Regions from separate parts of the Mus musculus genome. Here regions 2 and 3 are each linked to region 1. The links are chromatin contacts, called in public promoter capture Hi-C maps. All regions are on one chromosome and are shown on one strand. Each heading gives the region's core, a stretch centred on a gene start, on an enhancer-like site or on the middle of the called end of the contact. The rest is flanking DNA. Distances are from core to core; before and after follow the strand shown. Region 1 holds the start of Arpc5 (actin related protein 2/3 complex, subunit 5). Region 2 holds the start of Ier5 (immediate early response 5). Region 3 holds the start of Tpr (translocated promoter region, nuclear basket protein).

Region 1 (2,700 bases), core at 122-2,621:
TAATAAAAAATTATCTACAGTAGGTAATAAACTACTGTCAAGCCTGCATGGTCTTTTAAAGAAAAAAAAAACCCAAGTATTTTAACAAATAATCAAATTAGTAACAACTGTGAAAGTTATGGTAATGAAAGTTAAACCTATACTGCACATATATGTACGTTTGATGCTGTGGTTACCACTGTTTTTGCTCACTTTCTTCATTATAATCTAGTAGAAAATTGATGAGGGGAGAGCTGTATGAACAGACTTAATGAATACGATTTTTCTAAAGCTCCAGTTTGGATTTTTGTAACATTCTATTTTTCTAAGGGATCGATGCAAATGAATTTCGAGGTTATGAATATTCAGATATGCAAACCAAGGAACCAGGAACTGACAGCCATGTTTTAACTAGAAGGGAAACAATTTCAGAAAAACAATGTTGATTTATAGAACCGACTCATTCTCTGCTTTATTCACTGGGGTTCATCTTATATTATTCCCAGGGATTCTCTGCATGCATTCGCTATCCCTTTTTTAGTGGCCTTTTCTTAGCAGGTGAAAGGTTCCAAGCTTTAACTGGGAATTTTGGAGAAGAAAACTCCCTTCGGCTCGTTCATGAATTATAATGCCACCTTGCCAAAGCCCTTCTCTCTTAATAAACAATGCTGCCGATGAAATAGCCCCGGGGCTGAATGTACCGAGGGCCTCGATTTGCGAACCGCTCCATCTCTCCTGGCTAGGGATAAACTATCCCCGCTCCGCCAACCACACACACCGGACAGGAAAGCAAGACTCCAAGCGGGACGCCCGTGTCCCCACCGGGCAGAGACTGGCTCAGGTGCCCACTAGGACACCAGCGGTGCCCCGGGGAGGGCGCGGCCGCTTAGGACCGCGCACCTGAGGAATCGGGGCGCCGCCGGTAAGTTCGCCGGCGCGGCCGCGGGGTACAGGCGGCCTGCTGGCCCCGGGAGCTCCTGTCCTCCGTCCCCACCTAGAGCCGGGCACAGCCGGTCGCGTGGCCCCGCGTCCCCACAACCCCCGGCCGCCGCGAGCGTAAGGATATTGCCGTAGGCACGAGTCCACCTCGCCCTCGTCGGGCCCGGCCTGGCCATCGCCGCCGTCCTCCTCGTCCACGAACTTGTTCTCGTCATATTCGTCCACGTCCACCTTCCGGAAGCGGGCCGACGACACCGTGTTCTTCGACATCCCGGATCGCGACGCGACGCTGGCCTGCCCCTCCGCGGTGCCTCTCCTTTAGCGAGCCCAGCCCGGTCCGACTCACTTCCCTCTTCCGCTCTGGGGCGTCGCCGGCAGCCGCGGCTTGCAAGCTTCTGGGCCTGCGCGCTAGCGGGCTCGGCCTCCTCCTCTGCTTGCAGCCATCCTTCAGCCCCCGCTCCGCCCCCGCGTCCCCCGGGAGCGCGCGTCGGCAGGGGAGCGCGCGGGACGCACCGCGCACGCGCGGGCCCGCTGCAGGAAAGGGGCGGGGCTGGAGAAGGAGGCGGGGGCGGCGGGTCGACAGAAAGCTGGCAGAGGCGGCGCGGAGACGCGATTGGTCGCCGGGGAGCATCACGTGATGCCCGGGACGTTCCCATAGAAACGCTTTTCTGCGGTCCTGCCTTGCGGGGGGTCTTGGGCTGGAGGCTATGGGCACCTCGGGAGCGTGGCCTGGAGTGCTGCTGCCGCCGCCGCTGTCGGTGCCAGCCGCTGGTTGTTGGGGTCCGGTGTGAAGTGTGGGTGACCGGACTCGCGCGTGGGGTGCGATGGACTGGCTGCAGAACCTAGTCCCCTGCAGTCTGCAGGAGTATGAGGCAAAGTGATGCCCAGCTCGGAACTAGTGATCGGAGCCCTCCATTCGGACCGTGCGCCGCCGGGGGCTGCCTTCCCGAGCTGAGAGCCCCTTCCCCGGCTTGGACTCTTGGCACGCTGTCGGTGGGAGGTCCCCAAGGACGGAATCGAAAAGGTCACTTCTTACCTGTCAGTGCTGTGTGACAGCATCGCGACCGGACCTGCAGAATCTGAACTAGGTATTCTCTCCATCTGGAGGGAGGGAAAAGACGCTTGGGCCAGGTAGTGAAATTGGGGCAAACTTGTAGCATTTTCTAGAATCAGTCATCACATCTTAAAATAAGTAGTTATTTGGAGCAAGAATGCCAGAAGAGGGTGGGCGAGTTAGGCTCTTCAGTGCTGAGGGAAAATAGCGAGTGCAAGGATTAATAGAGACTGGACTTTCAAGGTTGTTATTTATTGTTTAAGGTTCCTGGAAGCACGTCAAATCAGCTTTTTGCTATATTCCATATTCCGGTTTGTGAGATCAGAGCTTCTGTTGAGGAGGCAGAGGCACAAAGATTAATCAAATAATAGCTGTGCTCTGTGTAATATACCGTAGTACAAGTATTTACAGAATAAAATTAATTCAGACATTTGGCTTTGCCCTGCTTCGATGCAGAACCACCTGGTTTCACGTATAGCAGAAGGCTGGATGTCATCCTGTTGAGTTTTCTCGTTTGCTCTGCCGTACTGGAAAAGAGCACTGGGCTTGGGATCAAAAAGCAGGCTGAGTCTCGACTTTTCTGCTCTCATAATCTGCATGATTGAGGCATGTTGCTTAAAAATTGGAACCTTGGATTTCTTAGTACTAAGATGGGGCTAATGTGCTTTTCACAAGGATGTTCCCAGGGCTCAATACGTGGAAATGCTTCGAAAAGACTCTAAAATTCT
Region 2 (2,700 bases), core at 125-2,624, 2.3 Mb before region 1:
AGAACCTCATGCTATTACTGAACATATGTTGCTGTTGCTACATGTTATAATTATTTTCTCTCCTTCTCTATGTGGGCTGAGAATTCCTAGAAGGGAGGGACTCTGGGCTTCAGTTGTAGCAGTAATAGTGGCCAAAGTTAGCATCCCCCAAACCATCAGATCTGAAGGCATCCTGGTTGTGAACTGGCTCTTAATCAAGCCTACCTCTCACTAGTATTTCTTCCATGTAAATGGCCAAACCTATTGTAGGGTCAGGCAAACCTTTCACATAGACACCGTGTAAGCTGTGGTTAACTTTATTATTTAGATTGACTCTGAGAGTTGCCATTTATCTTCTGTGTAATAAAGAAGGTGTATCTGTGATTTCTTCATTTTATATTTGAAACTTCAGGGCCATAAGGCAATTTACAGAGCCATCAGGCACCAGTACAATCTTGTCATGGTCCTTCTGACAGGGATTTGCAAGACTCAGTGGATGGGACTACATTGACTGACCAGAAAAATTTTAGGAACCCTCCCCCCATACTTGACAAAAAACAATTTACATAATCAACATGGGAAACCAGAACTTATTTGTATTTTTAGAACTTACTAGATTTCCCCCAAAATAGATCAGTTACTTATTGTGTGTGTGTGTGGGGGGGGGGTATTAAACAAACAGACAAACAAAGAAAACCATTGTGGAGAAATAGGTAACATCTTCCATTTAAAATATGTGATAACTGAGAATCTGGGGAACGAAATGAAAGATGCCAGCTTTAGGTGAGAACAAACAACGTTGTACCTGAATTCTGTTCCTTCATAAGGCAGAAGCTTGGGTATTTCTAGAACGTTCCCTTTTGTTTGTAGTTAAATGCTGAGTATAACGCTAATGGGAAAGGGGCTAACTCCAACATAATATCTCAAATATATCGTGCTAGTTGTCATATATTGTCATCGCTTCCATTTCTGCCAAGAATGACCAGAAATTACAGCTGAAACAGCTATGAGCAGCTGGAAATTGTGTATGAAAGGAACTGAATTTTATTGTGCAGTAGATTCCAGCACACTAAACGAATGAAAGTTCCAGTCAGTGTGCTAAGGTACATCACAAAGCGGAATCCCTTACTACATACAGTTCTGTGGGCCTCGTTCTCCTCTATCAACGCCTCTGAACACAAATCCCACCGCACATGATCAATGGGCTGCCTGCAATCTCCCCCTTTAAGAGCTTGCTCCGCGGGACTAACGTTTGAACAGGCCCTGGGGCCCCTCCTCTGCCTCTGATTGGTCGGGGGCGGAGCACGAGGCACATCTGCCCGCCCAGAACGGTTAGCGGCGCTTTGTGATTGGCGTTCGAGGAGCATATATAAGGTGCAGTGTGGCCCCGCAGCGCTCAGTTTAGAGTCCGGCTCAGAACGGTTCTGTTGTCTGAAGGGAAGCGGCGGAGGGGGACTACGCGTCACCAGGTCTTTTCTCCACCGAGCTTTCAGACGCCGAGGGTACAACCACAGAGGAAGACCTGATCCCGCCTACAGCTCCTCTCGCAGCTTCAGAAGGCAAGCAGGCGTTCACCCTATCGTCTGGAAGCGAAGGCAGGATGGAGTTCAAGCTGGAGGCTCACCGCATCGTCAGCATCTCCCTGGGCAAGATCTACAACTCGCGGGTCCAGCGCGGCGGCATCAAGCTGCACAAGAACCTCTTGGTGTCGTTGGTGCTGCGCAGCGCCCGCCAAGTCTACCTGAGTGACCCCTGCCCTGGCCTCTACCTGGCTGGCCCTGCGGGGACCCCGGCGGTGCCGCCGCCTCAGCAGCCTGGAGAGCCTGTAGCCGGGCCACCCTCCGGCTGGGGAGAGCCGCCCCCGCCGGTCGCCCGTGCCGCCTGGCCGGAGCCCGAGCCTCAGCCGCAGCCTCAGCCTCAGCGTCCCTCCGTGTGCCACACGCCCGGAGCGGGAAGCTCAGAACCGGTGGCCGCGGTGGCCGGATCGGGGGAAGCTCTCCGGGGCGGAGAGGAGGACTCGGCGGCAGCTGCTTGGGGCCGCGTGGAGCGTCCGCGCGCGGCGTCTTCAGGAGGTGGCTCGGACGCGTGCCCCGAGGGGCCCCGGGCAGTGCGCCGCCCGTGCGGCTGTCCCCCGGCCGTGGAGGAGCGGTCCTCCGAGGACGGGTCCCCCGCGCCACCCGCCCCGTGTCCCAGGAAGCGTGGCGCAGCGGGAGTGGGTGGCGGCCGCGCGAGCTGCTCGGCACCCGGCTCTACCCCTCTCAAGAAGCCGCGCCGGAACTCGGAGGAGCAGCCAGTCACCGGCGAGGACGACACCGACGAGGAGATGGAGACCGGGAACGTGGCAAACCTCATCAGCATCTTCGGGTCTAGCTTCTCGGGACTCCTACGGAAAAGCCCCGCAGGCGGCCGAGAGGAAGAGGAGGCGGAGGAGGGCGGCCCGGAAGCCGCCGAGCCGGGGCAGATCTGCTGCGACAAGCCGGTGCTGAGAGACATGAGCCCCTGGAGCACAGCCATCGTGGCCTTCTGAGCCCCCGGGACCCGAGTGGCTGGAGCTTGAGCAGCGGGAGTCCCCGAAGTGCGGCCGGGGCCTCTCCCGGCCGCGAGGACGAGCCGAGACCGTAGGCGCTGGGCGCGTAGGGGAGACTGGTTGCTGCCGGGCAGCACATCGCCCCAGAAGGGGCAGCCCGGCTGGGCCGTGGCTCTCGAGTCTCATCCTGAGAC
Region 3 (2,700 bases), core at 81-2,580, 2.4 Mb after region 1:
CGTCCTTTTGTATACAAATTCCTCATCGCGACCATCTACTGCATTATTAGATCACAGGGTGCTATACACACTAAAACAAGGCACTAAAGGGGGGAAATGGGTAAAGGCTTATAAATCCAGTTTAAAAACAAACAAACTGGGGGGGGGGCGCTTAACTGTCATTTAAAGTACAGCAAAACAACATTAGATTAGGATTGCATAGTCCTAAAAATCTGGTGCAAACTGGGCCAAATTCTCCAGTTTCTGTCGGTGGGCCCATTGAGGAGTTTCCACAGAAGACTACGCTTAGTAAAAGGAAACCGAGGTAAACGAAGGTGGATTTAGATCGGGGAGGATCCCCCCGCCCCCCGATCTAAACCACACAGCGGGGAGAAGAGAGAAGGCCTCCGCTGCACATGGAGCCTGAGAAGCTGCTACCTGAACACCTCACCAGGGAGAAGAGGGCAGGCGTGCAAAGGAGGTCGGGCCCCAGCTCCAGACCGGAGCGCGAAGAGCGTCTCCACACTTACCACTCTCCACCTTAAATTTCTCGTGCCGCCCCTTCAGGCAGTCGATCTCGGACTGCTGCTCGGCCAGGAACTTCTCAAGTTTGTTCTGCGTCGACTTCGGCAGTTTGTTCAGTTCCGGGCGCTCCAGCACTTGCTGCAACACCGCCGCCATGTCGGCCGGGATCGCGGCAACAGCCGCAGCGGCTGAAGGAGAAGCCAAGGAGCAAGGAGAAGCGCGGAGCCCAGCCGCCGGAGCCGCCCCGTCCGCCGCCTCGCTCGCGGTCTCTCGCGCGCCTGCCCGCCTGAGACTCCCGCGGCGGGACCCTGGGAAAGAGAGTCCCGCGTTAGGTGCAGCCAGAGCCGCGCCGCCGCGCCCTCTCTGCGCACGCAGCCACCGGGAGCTAGGCACGCTGGGAAAGCGAGTTCACAGCAGCCTCGGCCCCAGTTTTTTGGGGATTTCACCGGTTTCCAGCCCCAGAGACTCTTGGGAAATGTAGTGTATTTCTCACCCGCTTACGCGCGCTCAGGCCGCACCTCTCGCCCCACTTCCTTCTTTCTCCCCGCCCCCGGCTCGCCTCCTATGGCTGTGACGAGTGCCCGCGCGGGGGCGCTACATAAGTACGCAGCCACCCTCGTCCTTATCCCGGAGGAGCAAGACGACCTTACCGTCAAAACCCCGGGATGTCATGGGTACTCCTCTGTGGCCACTTCTAGAAGCCGAGCCACCAGAGGTCATGGGTCACGGCAGGGTGTCTCGACAGGCTCTGGGCTACCGCCACGATCTTAACGGTGCCCCGAGAGGGGCGGGGTGCAGGCCTCCCTCGCTTGGGTAGAAGAGCTGCGGAGATGGGTGCGGGACGGCTTGCGTCATCAGTCTGCACCCGTTGGGGCCGCGACCCGCGTTTGGAGTAGGAAGTGTCTCTGCTGTCGCTTTCTGATGAGATCATTGGCTGTGGACGTGGGGACCTGAGTGGCACCTGGCCTTTGAAGGTAGCTACTTGTACCCTAACTCGAGTTCTCTCGCTGACAGAAAGCTCCAGGGATTTATTTGCCACATGTGCACATTCTGAGATCAAGTTAGTCGGCCAAGGAATATGTGTGCACCCGGGCACCACCAGCTTCCTTTTCGGGGAGAAAAGAAAGGATTTAGGGACCATATGGAACAGTCAGTCACTGGTGCACACTCAAGCCCTGTTCGGAGGAGATTAGCTTAGTGTCAAACCTGGTACCTACATGCTTTTGTGGGTGTGAGGTACCGAATGACTTAGTGCGAAATTAAAGTAGTCTGGTTAATATTTTAAACAGAAAAAAAATCAAATTTTGTTGTTTATGTAGTAAGATGACATTGCAGGCAAATGTCTGATGTTGACGTTTTTAATTTTAACATTTTTAGGACAGTTTTATTGAGACACTTGTCATTTTGCCACAGTAACAGAACTATGTCTGTTTCCCGAACACGACTCAGCAATATCAGCGTGTACTTCGTTTCATGGCTGGGTACTTTTCTGGAAGAATTTGTTGCCTTTTGATTGAAAATAAGGAGAGCACATGCCTGTGGTGTCAGCTACAGGGATTAAGAGGTGGGGGGGTTATCATTCCAGGACAGCCTGTGTTAGGAGTCAGGCTCTGTCTTAATGAAGGGGATGGGAGGGATTAAATTAGTAGGAGATTCATAACTGAATTCACAAGCTGAAGAAGAGGACAGGAGATGAGAACAGGAGATGTTCCTGCAATGATTCAATTGAAGGGCTGAGTATCATTGCCACCGCAAGCAAAACAGATTGAGAGAACTTAAATCCCACCTTTCACACTCACTACTTTAGTCATTTGGAGGAGTTATTTAACATTTCTTTTTGATTTCTTTATGTATAAAACGGAGACGACAATAATAGTACTTACCGTGCAGGAATTTGTATTAAATATCAATACATGTGAAGTCCTTAGAAAAATGTCCCGTGTAGAATTGAAGCAATATAGATAATTGTCATTGCAGACTGGTTACCTAAGTGGCTGTTATTAGGAGTTGTCTCATAGCAGCAATCACACATTTGTGCCTTCCCACCTTGCACAATTTGTAGAAAACAGTCGTTTTACAGTCACTATTGGGTAAACAAATTTGAGTCTCTCTCCTCTTAATGAACTAATCAGAAATTCAGCTTCCATATTTTAGAAACAAGAATATCGAAGTTCACCAATAAATTGTCATAGAGAA

What was found. Promoter capture Hi-C pulls out the DNA fragments that hold promoters and counts their contacts. Capture Hi-C pulls out chosen DNA fragments and counts their contacts.
Region 2: a contact with region 1 is called in a promoter capture Hi-C map of liver, with 2.3 times the contacts expected there. The contact joins the promoter of Ier5 here to the promoter of Arpc5 in region 1.
Region 3: a promoter capture Hi-C map of liver shows a contact between it and region 1, with 3 times the contacts expected there. The contact joins the promoter of Tpr here to the promoter of Arpc5 in region 1. A contact is called at or near these places in 2 of 39 promoter capture datasets (liver and pre-B cells), 4 of 484 Hi-C or Micro-C datasets (B cells, CD4 T cells, CD8 T cells and 1 more) and 2 of 9 other capture datasets (adipose tissue and liver).

Annotation. Positions count from the first base shown.
Region 1 is chr1:152,765,213-152,767,912 of GRCm38.p6, reverse strand. It overlaps Arpc5 (actin related protein 2/3 complex, subunit 5), which reads right to left and starts at 1,371. Exons shown (of 4, transcript NM_026369.2): 1 at 1,046-1,371. The coding sequence starts at 1,188. It also overlaps a transcript of Rgl1 not described here.
Region 2 is chr1:155,098,310-155,101,009 of GRCm38.p6, reverse strand. It overlaps Ier5 (immediate early response 5), which reads left to right and starts at 1,374. Exons shown (of 1, transcript NM_010500.2): 1 at 1,374-2,700. The coding sequence starts at 1,580. The coding sequence ends at 2,506.
Region 3 is chr1:150,391,468-150,394,167 of GRCm38.p6, reverse strand. It overlaps Tpr (translocated promoter region, nuclear basket protein), which reads right to left and starts at 1,330. Exons shown (of 52, transcript NM_133780.3): 1 at 1,155-1,330; 2 at 510-812. The coding sequence starts at 1,224. It overlaps Odr4 (odr4 GPCR localization factor homolog), which reads left to right and starts at 1,113. Exons shown (of 14, transcript NM_145511.2): 1 at 1,113-1,478.